Regions from separate parts of the Sus scrofa genome. Here region 1 is linked to region 2. A link is a contact called in public HiChIP or PLAC-seq data. All regions are on one chromosome and are shown on one strand. Each heading gives the region's core, a stretch centred on a gene start, on an enhancer-like site or on the middle of the called end of the contact. The rest is flanking DNA. Distances are from core to core; before and after follow the strand shown. Region 1 overlaps CDK14 (cyclin-dependent kinase 14). Region 2 overlaps CDK14 (cyclin-dependent kinase 14).

Evidence for each region. HiChIP or PLAC-seq counts read pairs in DNA pulled down with a chosen protein or histone mark.
Region 1: a contact with region 2 is called in an H3K27ac HiChIP or PLAC-seq map of alveolar macrophages. The contact joins two enhancer-like sites. A contact is called at or near these places in 1 of 47 Hi-C or Micro-C datasets (embryonic fibroblasts) and 1 of 2 datasets of contacts at active chromatin or transcription factors (alveolar macrophages).

What each region holds. Positions count from the first base shown.
Region 1 is chr9:70,853,740-70,856,696 of Sscrofa11.1, reverse strand. The region is part of intron 4 of CDK14 (cyclin-dependent kinase 14); the gene reads right to left. Among named protein-coding and RNA genes, the nearest start is that of CDK14, 180 kb to the right of the region's middle. Within about 2 kb of position 1,291, at least 1 of the 83 cell types and tissues checked has an H3K27ac peak or open chromatin away from gene starts, as enhancers often do. A contact at or near this core is called in alveolar macrophages, where this site is marked.
Region 2 is chr9:70,694,510-70,697,502 of Sscrofa11.1, reverse strand. The region is part of intron 2 of CDK14 (cyclin-dependent kinase 14); the gene reads right to left. Among named protein-coding and RNA genes, the nearest start is that of CDK14, 18 kb to the right of the region's middle. Within about 2 kb of position 1,257, at least 30 of the 83 cell types and tissues checked have an H3K27ac peak or open chromatin away from gene starts, as enhancers often do. A contact at or near this core is called in alveolar macrophages, where this site is marked.

The DNA.
Region 1 (2,957 bases), core at 42-2,541, 160 kb before region 2:
CCATTCAATGAGACAACATTAGCAACTCTAAGAAACCATGTTTTTTGGCTTTCATGAAGTCTGGCTTCAAGAATACTATGTGCATGAATGAATGAAGTCAACTATCTCAAACAAGGATTAAGCCAATAAACAGCTAGAGACCAGGCAGCTTACATTGGTTTCACTGATAGAACAATTGCTATTACTAAGAAATCCTCAAACCCAGCTTTCCTATATGTCTCTCCTTTGTATGCCAGTCTCAGTCCTTAATAGAAAGCTTTCTGATATGATTTTCATTTAAGTTCAAGATGAGTGTTGACTTCAGGGGTAACATATACTCAAAAGCAATTAAATATTTGCTGGATTTTCACCTAAAATGAGAGATGACTACAACTGCCATGACTCTTTTCCAACTGAAGCAGATGGGAAATCATCAGTAGTCATCCAACTGAGGCTCTCTTCCACAACAGCATCTTATTTACAAGTCCCAACCCAGAAAACAAGTGAGACTTTAGTTTGTGTAATATGTTGCCTTATAATGACTTTTTAAAAATAGTATATCTGTAAATCGGGTAAATTAAATACATGTATCAGAGTTCCCATTGTGGCTCAGTGGTTAACAAACCTGACTAGCATCCATGAGGATGCAGGTTCAATTCCTGGCCTCGTTCAGTGGGTTAGGAATCTGGGGTGTCAGTGAGCTGCGGTGTAGGTCACAGACATGGCTCGGATCTGGCATTGCTGTGGCTGTGGCTGTGGCATAGGCCGGCAGCTACAGCTGCAATTCAACCCCCATCCTGGGAACCTCCATTTACCGTGGATGCAGCCCTAAAAAAGACAAAAATAAAAATAATAAATAAATAAATACATATATCTAAATCTCAAATATCTGTAGATACTTATTCATTTATTAACTGTCTACCATTTTCTTTTCTAAGACTTATACTTTTTTCTTGTTTAAAAATGGAATGTAGCTACATAAAAATTACTATAAAATGGACACTAGAAAACGAATGTTCTGTGTGCTTGGTAGATACACACCTTCATCTGGTTATAACACATAGGATTAACTTTCCTTGTTTCTTTGTTTTTAAATATACAAATATATAAAGAAAAATCATCTCTTATTTTCTTCTTTTCAACTATGATCTTAAAAATCCAGACCACTAATATCTCAACTAGACTCAGATTATGAACTTTACAAAGTGAAAGAACATCATTAATCATGTATCAGAGAAGCATCTAATCATTATGACCATAGCTTGCTTACACATTTTAGGTGACAAGACAAAAAGTATGAATCATAACGAGGAGGAAAAAACAGGAAGATTTATTTCTTTTGCATAGACGAAATGACTCCAACTCTGAAGTAGTGTAACAAAGTATCAGATGACAACTTGAGACACCCAAGGTCTCAGTGCAGCCATGTTACTATTCAGAGGTATAGACTTATACTCCTCCTTCAACATAACTGCTCTGCTTTCTCCAACTTTCAAAGACAATCTCTGCTTTCTCTTTGTGTTTTCTTTCTCAAATATACACATACATATGAATATATTCATATATTATATTCATATATTATGAGCATATTCATATAGTATAGTCATATATTATATTCTAGGAATATATATATAATATATTCCTAGAATATATGATTATGCATGTTCATATAATAAATGAATATACTATATATGAATATATTATCATATATATATAATACCAAGGAAAGTTTCTGACAGGTAGAAAGGGAAATATAACTATTCAGTCTGATTAAGTGACTACTGACATTGTCCCTACATTAGAGATCTGGCCAGGTCAGCTTCAACAACTGCATTTGTGATGAAGCAACATCCACAAAACCTTATTTATTAGACAGAATAACCTTAACTACAGTTGTTCTCTCCAGGTCTTATTAATTAAACAAGCCTCTTTTTTTAAAAGACGAGTTAATGGTAAATTTGCTCCAGTCACACTGATCATCATAAAAGTGATTTATAATTTAGTCAAGTCATGTGAAAGTTCATGTGAATACATACAAACAATATAAATGTACCTTCTGAAATACAAATATATAAGGAAGTGACTGAAAATAGGAACAAGAACCATGAAAATCTGGCAACACTTTGATAGGGCATGACAGGTAAAGAGAATCATTTTCTTCCTCTTAATTCAACACTGAATGCTTAACTACATTCATAGTCTGGGAATGCACTTTGGGTGGGGGCTCAAGGATGCTGAGTTTCCTATTTACTCAAAAATCTATCTGAAAGAATTGCATTCTGTTAAGGTACAATTTTTACTATACTATTGGTTCCTCCATTATTTATGAGAAGGATAAAAGGGTTGTAAAGGCACCAGAAGATCAGGAGTTATGTTTGCTGTATGAATAGAATTAAAAAAAAAAAAAAAAAAGGTAAAAAGAGAAATGGGTGCCATCCAATCCTTGGCTGAGATCCACAATGAAAAGGCAGCAATGGAACAAAAATCTTGTCCAAAATAAATGTATCCAACAGAAAAGGAAAGGGGAGCAGTGAGTGTTCTATTTCACGCAGGTACCTACAATATACAAAGCCACAAATCAATTGGGTGGAATAAAGGGGTAAATAACTATGAGGCCACTGCAGAGTCACCTAGAATAGTGGAGAATACCAATGATAAATGACTAAAGAGAAATTATAACACTGGACAGAGGGAAGATATGAGAACCATGGGAGAAAATGGCTATGTCCCTCTAGAGTTCATCATTAACAAATGTCAGAGTACACATGGATTTTAAGAGAAAGCAGATTTCAAATATTTTCTCAAAAAAATAACAGGAGATAAAAATTAAGAACTCAGCTCTGGAGTTGAACTGACTTGGTCTGAACCCTGGTTCTGCCACTTAGCTGTGTGATTGTGCGCAAGTTACTCAAACTTTATGGGCTTCTGTTTCTACATCTGTAAAATGAAGGAAATAATCTTATTTCAAAGCTTTTCTA
Region 2 (2,993 bases), core at 8-2,507:
GAAAGCTGAGGCAGCCACGCTGATGTAAATACAATAACAGAGTAGCCAGAAGCAAGGGACAGACCAACTACCCCAGGAGAGCATGAAAAAGTGATCACAGAGTACAGGGGTTTCCATTATGATGGAAGCGATAGGGAAGACCCAGCCATGCTCAGAACCTCTGGTGAAATATCTGTAAAAGCCAAGAGACAAGAAACACAGAGGCAAAAGGAAAGAATCAATTATACAAGCTTCCAGAGTGGAAAGGAGGGAAAGGAATTAAGAGGATAAGAGGAGGAACTAGCCCAGAACAGAATAAAAGACCCATTCTTCTCTCAGGTGGTGGGGAAAAAAAAAAGGAAGATTGGAGAAAATGAAGGTACATGTGCAGACAAGGGGCTGATGTCTAATATTATTAAGTGTTCTAAGAAGCTGGAAGGTGTTGTCTGTTGAACTGTATCTATCAAAATTTCTTATGTTTAAGTCTTAAGTGACCACAGTGCCTCTGAATGTGATCTCATTCAAAAACAGGGGCACTGCCGATATAATCAGTTATTATCAAGATGAGGGAGTTCCCGTCGTGGCGCAGTGGTTAACGAATCCGACTAGGAACCATGAGGTTGCGGGTTCGGTCCCTGCCCTTGCTCAGTGGGTTGACGATCCGGCGTTGCCGTGAGCTGTAGTGTAGGTTGCAGACGCGGCTCGGATCCCGCGTTGCTGTGGCTCTGGCGTAGGCCGGTGGCTACAGCTCCGATTCGACCCCTAGCCTGGGAACCTCCATATGCCACGGGAGCGGCCCAAAGAAATAGCAAAAAGACAAAAAAAAAAAAAAAAAAGATGAGGTCACACTGGAGGAGGGTGAGCCCCTAATTCAACATGATTGATGCCCTTATGAAACAGGGAAGTTGGGATACACAGACACTCACTGAACGGAGACAATGTGAAAACACACAGACGAGGTGACCTAGAATAGATCCTGCCCTCACAGCCCTCAGAAGAAACCAAACCTGCCAACACTTTGATTTCAGACTTCTGGTCTTCAGAAATGTCAGGCAGTAAATGTCTGTTGTTTAAGCCACCGAGTCTGCGGTATTTCTCTATGGCACCTCTAGCAAATTAATAGAGAGGGAAAGTCATCTAGGAAAGGAAGGAGGCGTGGGGGCGGGTGGCTAGAAGGTTTGAGGGGAATGGAAATGTTTCGACAGGAAACAGGCCAGCCGAACAGGGCAAGACTCTGCACAGCTGCCTCGGGTTCCAGCTAAGGCTGGAGACCAGAGATTTATTTACAGAGTGATTTCCTCAAGCAGCTTTTGGCAGCCACTGGGTAAGAGAGGAAAAGATGCCAGGTCAAAATCGGGAGCTGGTAGAATAGATTACAAGCAAAGTTCAAAGGGGTGAGGCCATGGGGGATACAGTCAAGGGAGTGAAACACCAAGAGAGAAGAGGAAAAGGAAACAAAGGAAGGGGGATGGGCCGTGAGCTGGAAGAACGGGACTGGGCAGGCAGAGCAGGAGTCTCTGGAAACTGGAAGCCAGCAAAGACCAGACAGAAGACAACAAGAAGAGCTAAGGGAGCTAAGGAACGCCTGTTACTGAGATGCAGTATTTTAGATAAGGAAGCCAGGGAAGTCTGAAGCTGGAACACTGAACACAATAAGCACATTATTTACAAGACACTGAGGCCTCCAATAATGAAGACAGGGTGAGAAAAGACCGCAACAGCTCCCCCCACCCTCAAAGGACGGGAAAGAAAGACCAGGAATACCCCCAAATAATATTTGTACCCAATCCCTAGACTCTGGTTCTCATAAAAATCAGTGCCGTATTTATCATCTCCAATATTAGAGTTATATTTTTATACAAAAATAACAAAGAGGGACATGTACTAGAAACTGAGATCCATGTACACTGCCCCCATCTATCTCCCAAAGTTATTATACTAAGCAGATATGAAGCAAATTAACTTACATTCTATACCTTAAGCAGTTATAGACCAGATGTAAAAATGTTAAGATATTTTATATGCTGTGTACACATATTGCTAGGACGCAAAAAATAAAATAGCTGGAAAATGCTAAAGTAAGTATTGGCAGCCCCTTCTACCTCCCAAATATAATAAAAACTGACCAGAACAGAGAATAATCAGAAATAAATGATAAATAATCAGAAAAAATAACCCATTTTTTCCAAACAAATAAGAGCTTAATTATCTGCATTATATAGCAGAAACAAATGAAACTTTTTACATTTCAAAGGTTTCTTTCAATTGCAAAATTGCTGTATTTCTCCTTCAAAGAGCCAAGCATAGTCAACACTCTGTCTGGCAACTTATCTGAGCTAAAATAACAGAGGCATGAAGCATGAACTTCATAACTTTAACCTTTCAAATTACCCACAAGAACAATCCAAGAATCACCATGGCTTCAGGCATTTCAAATTCTTTCTATAAACATAAATTTATACCTAATTGAAGGGCTTTGCTTCCAAATTTCAAAAGGTTTTATGTATGGTAATTTTACGCTAGGGGAGATTATTTTCTAACCTTTTGTAATTTAGGTATCATTATTATTTTAAAGCAAATCATTAAACCAAAAATCAATATTCAAAAATTCTTCTTTCATCCTTCAAACTGGCTTAACCATGTGTTTCTCCAACACAATTACTTATTTAGCCCTTCACATTGGCTATATGCTGGGCCAAACCTTTAAGAAACTCTGTGAGGGGGAAAAAACCAAAACAAGAAATTAAGACCAATAAAATTTTATTTGGGATATTCTTATACATGATTAGTATATCCACATCAAATGTGTAGACTGAGCCCACAGAACAAAAAAGCTTCATATTTTCATCAGAGGCCAGATATACAATAAGTAAAGGGCAAAATGATTATTCTTATAATGCTCTCTCTCCAAATACGACAGGCTTCAACAAAATTCCCTACTCTGGAGTTCCCATCATAGCAAGGTGGAATCAAATCCGACTAGGAACCATGAGGTTGCGGGTTTGATCCCTGGC